3 separate regions of the Oryctolagus cuniculus genome follow, and all the other regions are linked to region 2. A link is a contact called in public Hi-C and Micro-C data. All regions are on one chromosome and are shown on one strand. Each heading gives the region's core, a stretch centred on a gene start, on an enhancer-like site or on the middle of the called end of the contact. The rest is flanking DNA. Distances are from core to core; before and after follow the strand shown. Region 1 holds the start of ST6GAL1 (ST6 beta-galactoside alpha-2,6-sialyltransferase 1). Region 2 overlaps LOC138849322 (a long non-coding RNA gene). Region 3 overlaps MCF2L2 (MCF.2 cell line derived transforming sequence-like 2).

The links. A called contact is a pair of places that touch in the nucleus more often than the background predicts.
Region 1: a contact with region 2 is called in a Hi-C map of an unstated tissue, with 2.2 times the contacts expected there. The contact joins the promoter of ST6GAL1 here to the enhancer-like site in region 2. A contact is called at or near these places in 2 of 6 Hi-C or Micro-C datasets (ear pinna and an unstated tissue).
Region 3: a contact with region 2 is called in a Micro-C map of ear pinna, with 5 times the contacts expected there. The contact joins two enhancer-like sites. A contact is called at or near these places in 2 of 6 Hi-C or Micro-C datasets (ear pinna and an unstated tissue).

The regions. Positions count from the first base shown.
Region 1 is chr4:92,660,079-92,662,779 of mOryCun1.1, forward strand. ST6GAL1 (ST6 beta-galactoside alpha-2,6-sialyltransferase 1) reads right to left here and starts at 1,311. Exons shown (of 8, transcript XM_002716497.5): 1 at 944-1,311.
Region 2 is chr4:92,514,445-92,517,182 of mOryCun1.1, forward strand. All of the region lies in intron 1 of LOC138849322 (a long non-coding RNA gene), which reads right to left. Among named protein-coding and RNA genes, the nearest start is that of ST6GAL1, 150 kb to the right of the region's middle. Within about 2 kb of position 1,412, at least 1 of the 8 cell types and tissues checked has an H3K27ac peak or open chromatin away from gene starts, as enhancers often do. A contact at or near this core is called in ear pinna, where this site is marked.
Region 3 is chr4:92,756,281-92,759,164 of mOryCun1.1, forward strand. It overlaps MCF2L2 (MCF.2 cell line derived transforming sequence-like 2), which reads right to left. Exons shown (of 30, transcript XM_070072393.1): 30 at 2,674-2,884. The coding sequence ends at 2,823. Among named protein-coding and RNA genes, the nearest start is that of ADIPOQ, 18 kb to the left of the region's middle. Within about 2 kb of position 1,276, at least 5 of the 8 cell types and tissues checked have an H3K27ac peak or open chromatin away from gene starts, as enhancers often do. A contact at or near this core is called in ear pinna, where this site is marked.

The DNA of each region.
Region 1 (2,701 bases), core at 61-2,560, 150 kb after region 2:
TCCAGGTGCACGGACCTACCAGGCAACACGCAGGCGACACCCGAGACCGCACTGGGTTTTGATTTAAATCCGACTGTACCTTCTGCGGGCTGGGGCGGCGCTCGCGGTCTCCCAGCAGAGGCAGTAGCCGGAGAGCGGGGACAATGGTGCGCGGGGCACGGTCCTTTATGGGGTGGGGGGAAAGAGACCCTTCACTCAATCCACATCTCTGCGAAACCTCCGTAAGGTGGAGTGGAGGAATTGTCCCCCTCACCCCCACGGAAAGCGCCACGGCCGGGGACAGAGCTTCCGCTTGGGTACCCTGTTTGTACCTGCTTTCTCCTTTTGCTTTTTCCCCCCTTTGAAGTCTGGTTGCTTATTCGGATGCCCAAGGGGTGCCTTTTCAACGTCTCTCCCGCCCTGTTCGGGCAAGTGGTGCCCGCAGCGCCGCTCCCAGCCGCGCAGCAGACAATGGCCAGGCACCGATGGGCGGCTCAGAACGGCTTGCGGTGCGCCCAGATCCCTCGGCAGGGTGCACGTGTGTTTGTTATGGTGCCGTGCTCCCTCCCCCGCGGCGGGCCTCCACTTTCCGACCTGCAAACCCAACAGGCAGCCTCTGAAGGAACCCAGACCCTGAAAGGCGTCCCGCCCCCATCCCCCCTACTGACGGTGCCATGGAGAAACAGAGGTTCCCGAGGGCCCCGCGCACGTGGGTTTGTTGTGGGTCTGCAGGCTTGAGAAACCAGGGCAGCCCCCTGCTCCGGCCCGGGCAAAAATTCAAACACCCTTGGCCAGAAGTGGCTGACGCCACGGCGAACGCGGCTCCGGCGGCGCTGGGGACAGACCCCGTCCCTGCGCCCTATGTGCGCCCCTGGCCCAGCCGCTCGGCGCTCCTGCGCCCCCTTGCATCACTCCTTTCAGGGAGCCCAGGCCGCGCTGTCGCCCACAGCACCCCGCTACTCACTGGCTGCGCCCTGAACCGCGCAGGCTGCTGCAGCTCCGCCCGCTCCGTGTGTGCAGCCCGCTCCGCGCCCAAGCCGGTCGGTAGCCGGCTCCCTTTGTTAGCAGCGGGCAGTGCCCCAGGCGTCTTCCTCAGCCCGGCCCTGCCCAGGACTCCCCTCCCCCCGGCGCCTCCGGACTCCCCGCTCGGCTCGGGCAGAAGAGCTCTGGAGCTGGGAGCTCCACGAGGGAGTCCCAAGGAGGAGGGGTCCGCTGGGAAGCGGCGGGCGACCGGGGATGTGGCGTGGAGGAGCCCGGGGAAGGAGGGAAGAAGAGCGCGCCGGAGGGGCGGGAAGGAAGCTAGCAGTCTCTGTTATGCAAATACAGTCGCTGGGACAAGGTGGGTCCCGCGGGTAGGCAAGTCCCAAACCAGCCTGGCCCTCCGGAGGTCGCTAGCGAGCGGGCTCCGGGTTAAGGGTGCCGCCAAAGGCGTGATGCCTGTCTCTGCCTTCCCAGGAGAAGGTAGGACCGAGGCGGGGGGCGGGGCGGGGCCAGTGCGGCCGCAAGAACCCCCAAATACTGCGTCCTCGTGCGCGCAGCGTGTCGGGGTTCCAGGTCCCTTTTCTGCTCCCGCCTGGCGCTGTGACCCTGGGCAAGTCACTAAGCTCTCTGAAGACCTGCGTTCCTTTTTTTGATAGAATACGGAAGTACGAAATCTATTGTGTAGGTTTGGGCACCTGCTAACGTCGGGCGTGGCACATAGTAGGCGCTCTCAAATAGCACATTAGGAAAAGCAGGGGTGTCCTTGGAACCCTTGCACCCGGGGACTTCCACCGCGAGCTGGTGGGCCCCTGGAAGGGCGTAGGCCTCAGCGAAGCTGTAAGCGAGGCGATTCCAGCCTTCCACCTGGGCTAGGGCCGGGCAGCCGGGGAAGGCAGGACGAAACAGCCTGTTGACCAAGCACTGTGGCTGCGAACTGACTGCCTAATGGCCCCTCAGCCACTTCCCCAGGACGGAACACTGCTGACAGCAGTCTTCGGGCCATTGCTCCAATCTCCCATAGCCTAGAGAGGGGGAGAGGACTCCCAGAGGCAAGGATCCTGTCTCGGGGAGCTACAGGAAGCCCACAGAGCACTCAGCTCCGACAGGAGTGGGGGTGGGGAGAGTGGAAGGCTGGCTGGGTCCTCAGGCCCAGAACTCTATCTTCCAGGTCCAGGTGGCCACCGCCACCCCCAAGCTGGGAAAGGGAAGTTTCGTTCTCATCAGATCCCCAACACCCTTCTTCCAATGGCTGCTTCCTCCCTCTGGGATCCTAGCCCCTTCCTGCTCATTCACCTTTCCCCTGCAGCCCTGGAGGCATTGCTGCCCCTTGCGTAGCAGCTAGGTGAGGAGGGGACCAGCCACAGTGAATTCAAAATTCTGACCTACTAGCTGTGCATTCTTGGCCAAGTTCCACAGCCTGTCTGAGCCACCATGCCTTCTTCTGTGATTTGGGGCTACACAGGATGGCACTGCTTTCAGGCCTGGGTGAAATGCTGTCTGGGTGAAGCCCTTGCTTGGTTGACCCTGGAAGGCACTCCAGTAAAAGGAATGAATGAATGAGCAGAGGCAGACAAACTCAGAAGAATTTCTGGGAGGAGGCCGCTCGCAAGAGTTTAGACTTTGGTTTTTTCGATTTTTCTTTTTTTTTAATATAGAAGCTATTAAAAGATGTTGTGACTTGGCGTGCCATGCATCTTTGTGTTGAATGCTACTTTCTCTGGCATTATTCTGGAAAACAGTT
Region 2 (2,738 bases), core at 162-2,661:
TTGGTGTTCTTCCACCTGAAAACATGAAATACTGCTAGGTGACTTCTGATGGAACTTACCATGGTGCTCTGAGAAGTGGAAAACATGGGGATTACCACCTGGTGGCCAACCGCAGCAGATAGTGAGGTCTGCATGGTTGCAACAGGCCCAACCAAAACTCCCTCCTCTTGGTGAGCGTTGCCTGGACACTATAACTTACCACTGTTGGGTTATCTTATTAGAAAAGTGGCTACTCAGAGTTTCTCTATACTTTCAGTTGAGTGCTACTTTATCACCAATGCCCCTCAGGACCACACATTTGTCCTGTGCAGTATGTTCTAAGAATGGGACATTTCACATTTTGGGGAGAGCTACTCCCATGAAATACTACAGATATTTCTCTTTTATTATTATGATTTTTTTTTTTATTTGGGTGAGAAAGAGAAAGAAAGACAGAGAGAGCTCCCACCCTTGGGATCAATCCCCAAATGCCAGCTATAGCTAGGGCTGGGCCGAGACAAGCTGGAAGCAAGGAGTGTGGTCCAGGTCTCCCACAAAGGTGGCAGGAACACAATTACTTGAGCCCTCACTGCTGACTCCCCAGAGTCCGCATCAGGACTCCAGGAGGCTGGAATCAGGAGCTGGAGGTGAGGTACTCTGATAGAGATGTGATCATTTTAACTGCAAGACCAAACACCCTCACCCAGACATTTCTCTTTTGATCCCCTTCCACAGTGATTCGTAAAGCTGTAAGAGCTTTTGTCTCAACCTGAGCTGCCAAGTTTAACAGACTTTCAGCCATTTTCAGAATGATACGTCTGTGCCAAAAGTCTGGTGCTTTTCCATTCATACAACCAGGTTCCAGATACATCTTTGCCAAGTGGTTTTCAGAGCTTCCTGATGAAGAACTTTATGTAACTTTTCCCCACCTGTTTTGAAGCTCCTTGACTATTCCTTTGGGAGAGGTTAAAGCAAACATCTAAGGAAGTACCAGTGAGAACTCTGGGCAATGCCAGGGCCGGCGCCTTCCGTCCTGGCCCCTGTTTGTCCAGCTGGGAAGACCCACGTGTAGGTTTTTTACTTCGCAGAGATGTGGCCATTAGAGAAACACACGAGACCTCATCACCACAAAAAGGCAAATCATATTTCATGTCTGAAAACAATGGATCACTTTTGTAACTGAAGACTAAAATTTCATTTATCCAAAGCAACCACTACTACTTCATAACTCCCACTGCCATCCTCTCCCTCCTCCCACTCTGGGCTGACCTGTTATGTGCACAAACGTGCATACCCCATGTAGGATTTCTCTGCCAGACACAAGTTCTGCTTCCCAAGGCCTTGCTGCAACCTTGACATTTTAACTGATTTAGTGCCCTCCAACATCTACTCCAACAGGACTGAGTGGCATCAGTCTCAAGTGGACCTGTCTTCTTGACATTAGCTTCCTCATTTTATATTTTTCCTCTGTGAGCACTAATGCTGGGCACCAGCCACTCCAGCTGCCTCTCCTTACCACCATATTTGTTGCTAGTGGAGTTTAGACTGCTCACACCACTTGAGATTTAAATAGATATTTCCAGGAATATGAACTTACCAGGTTTTCTCATATTTTCACTACAGTCCTATTTTCCTGGTACATAGAGCCATAGAACAACTGCTGTCTCTATCTCCTTCACTGTGGCCCCTTGAATTTGAACCAAGCAGGTTGACTTCAGTTCTGCCTGCTCCCCTACAGATGAGGCCCTGATCAGGAGGCTCCTGACCAATAAGGCAAACAAAATCCCATTGTATTCTTATTTCCTATCTCCAAGGCAGAGCCAAAGTCTTGAGTGAACCCAAATGTCACTTAAGTAAAACTGCTGTAACATATTTATGCATTTCAGTTTTTAATAAAGGTGGACCAAGATGGAGTGAAAGAGGTTGAATTTACTCTCTCTTGAAGAATAAAAGAAATAATTGTTTTTAAGACATTAGAAATCAGGTAACAAAGAACAGGGATCCCTGAGAAACAGGAAACAAACAAGCTGAGAAGCAGTATTTAAAGGGAACAAATGGTTTCCAGGAAGCTTAATTGCTTCCTAGAACAAAACTTAAGATACTTCTCCAAATACAAAAATATCTGGCACCCAGAAAGAAAATATTCACAATGTCTGGCATCCAATCAAAAATTACCAGGCATGCAATAACGAGGAAGAAAACTGATTTAAACTGACCCACAAATTACACACTTGGTAGAGGCAGTAGACAAGGACTTTAAAACAGTTATCAAAGCTGCATTCTATGTATTCAAGAAACCAAAAACTATATCTCAGATGAAAAATACCCTGAATGGGACTAATGGCAGAATTGACACTGCAAAAGAAAAGATCAGGGAACTTGAAGACACAACACTAGAAACTACACAAAATTAAACTGAAGAAAAGATAATTATAATTTTTTAAAGATTTGTTTATTTATTTGAAAAGCAGAGTTACAGAGAAGCAGAGAGAGAGAGCTCTTCCATCCACTGGTTCACTCCCCTGATGGCCACAATGGCCAGAGCTGCACTGATTTGAAGCCAGGAGCCAGGAGCTTCTTCTGGGTCTCCCAGAAGAGGGAACTTCTAGGAACACAGAGGTCAGAGGGGTTACAAAAGCTAACTATTGATTCAGGGGAAAACACTGCTATGATTAACAACAAGGATTCTAGTTAAGGATTATCATGCTTTACTTGGAGCAGACCTTATCCCGCCTTCCCACTCATTCCCAGCTCTCTCC
Region 3 (2,884 bases), core at 26-2,525, 240 kb after region 2:
TGTGGATACCTCTCAAATCAATCTCAAAACATGTTTTCTAAACAAAGCAGCAGAGGTCCAAAGGTGAAGGAGAGAGGGACTCACTTCCAACAGACTAGTGAAAACTGGGGTGAGCGCACAGAGCCAGGGAGGAGTGAGTTCCTAGAGATGTGAGCTGCGCGGTTAGGGGAAGCGCTGGACGCGGACGTCGCTGGCTGCCCTCTTGCAGGGTCGCGGTGGGGACCCAAGGAGGCGGGGTCAGGGTTGCCTCAGTGCCTGTCTGAGCTCCGAGGCCAGCAGCCCGGCCAGGCACGGCTCCTCCGTGCAGTTCCTCGCGCTGGGATGCCACGCTCCTTCCTGTCCACCTGCACGGGTGTCACCCTTCCCTGCCTGCACCGGGGAGGGGCGGGGCGGAGCTCTGTGTCCTCGCGGTGCTCCGTGTCACACCGTGTGGTGATCAGGTCCCCCGCTGGGTCTGCCAGCCTCTCATCTCGGCGCAGCCTGGGTCTCAGCTGGCGCCGGCACCTTTCTCAGGATGGAGGGACACGCTCAGGCCACGGGTGGGCGTGGAATGAACCGAGAGCATAGGGAGTTGATCTTGAAACGGTCCCTGAAGAAATCTATGCTGCATTTCAAAAATCTCTGCAGCGAAATTAACTTCTGCTCTAATTCCATTTTCCCATGAACTTTTTGAGGTCCTCTTGTCCATAAATAAATGCATGTCCTCATGGGAAAAACAGGACAATGAGGAGTTGAAAGTTATTCAAGCACAAGAACCTGAGAAACGGAGAATAGATTTGGGGAATAACTTTATTGTGCAGAGTCTACACATCCCAAACAGAGTCCACCAGACAGGTCTTTCATTGTGAGGGGAGGGGGGCACGACACAACTTAAAATCCAAAGAGATCTCAAAGAGGCACCTGCTGGCCAGCTGCACAGCGACACACTGGCCCCGCATCTTCCCCCTTGCTGATTCCCCTGATCACAGGCCTTCTTTAGGAACAAAGGGAAACACATTATTTTCCTGTAACTCTGAAATGACTGTTTTGAGTCCGATGGGAGGCGCTAGCTGGCCCACGCCATTCCAACAGCAAAGCAGGGACAGAGGGCTCAGCCAGACGCCTGGCCACGAACACGGGCCATCAGCTCACCCCCGACAACTGCAGGAGAAGCGGAAGCCACCGCTCATGCTGGAACATGAGTTCAGCGCGCTGGGTGCTAAGTGGCGTGTTCTCGGCTTCCAGGGCACGCCTCTGTCCTCTGCCAGGCTGCCAGGGCCTTCTGTGGGTCCATCCAGGCCTGGTGCGCACCCTGAGAGCCACAGCTGGTCCCGCAGCAGCACCGAGTTCCAGGTGGCCATGTCTCCAGCCCTCCCACAGACACCCTCACCTGGCCCCTCAGGGACGCCAGCCCCGCTGGCCTGGCCATGTCCCTTCCTCGGAGCCCCACACCCAGCTCCCGGCACCCACGTCCCCAATTGCACCCTTAGTGCCAGCTCCTCAGAGGACTGAGCCCAGCCAAGGGGTCACCCCCACCGAGCCTAGGAGCTGTCATCACCCGACCTGTGCCCGGCCACACTCTTGTTCCGCAGCAGCTGCGCTTCTTTATGTCAAGTTCTCTGTTAAAACAACAGGTGCACTGTCTCTCCTGCTTCAATCCTGACTGGCAGGTGAAATAATTCTAATTCCAAGTACTTCTGAGAACGAAATATGTAAAAATAAGACAGAACAAAAAAAAAAAAAAAGGAGAATAAGCAACTGAAAATAAACACTAAAGATATCAACAGCACCAAGGATAAAACGTCTAAAAATATAATATTCAAAAAGGAAACAGCTGAAAATTAATTAAGAGCCATAGTATAAAAGTAAACTCAGAAAATAACTGGGAAAAAATCCTATGAACATAAGCAACTGCAAAACTAAATAACTAGGAAAAAGCCTAAATAAAACCATTTCACCCTGAAAGTAAATAACTCAAGTCGTTCAAAAACTTCCAGTGTTTTTTAATAATAACTGTAAAAATTAGAACTCAACGACGCCAGGAACCGAAGGCTAAGAAACAACACAGATGTTAATAATCATAAGAATAATTGAAAATAAATACTTCTAAGCCAGTTTGAAAACCTGTAACTCTGAAAATAGCTATAACTGAAAATAAATAACTCGAAAACCGAATGATCTTGAAAGTAAAATAAGCATCAACAGGTGACTGAAGCTATCAAAAAATTAACTAGAAAGATGGAAATAAAATAACTTAATGAATTCAAAGACTAAGAAATCTAGATGCAAATGGCAAACCCACTCCGAAGCAACCTGCGACCAGCCGTCCCTGAAACCCGCCAGTCCTGGGACCGCCACCAATGCCACGTGAGCGCGGGCGTGCCTGCTCCGCGGCTCGGGTCGGGCGAAGCGATTCTCAGCCCATTCCTAGCGGACGCCCGGGCACCCTGGGCCCTGTCCGAAGGCATTTACGATGCTGGAGGAGCGGAGGTGGCGCGTGCTGGCCCCTAGTGGAGAGGCCAGGGGTGCTGCTGAGCACCTGCGATGAGCACAACAGCGCTGTCTGTAAGAAGCGCGGAGCCCCCGGGGCCGGGCGCTGCGTCCTCGGGGGCTCAGGTTCAGCGGGCTCCAGCCTTGCAGTCTTCAGCCGCCTTCTCGAAGCTCCGGGTTCCCGGCCCGGGAGACCCCAGCGCGGCCCTCGGGCGCCCCCTGCCGGTCGCCAGGCCCGCAGCCGCAAGGACCCGCGAGGCCGCGTTCTGCTTAAGCCCGGGCGCCGCCCGGGGCACCTCCGCCCGCGGCCCCTGGACACAAAAGGCGCTCGCCAGGCCAGTGGGCGGCGAGGGTCAGTGGTCAAGGGAGGAGGGCCTCCGGCGTCCTGCCCTCGCCTGCTCGGCCTTGGCGGGGA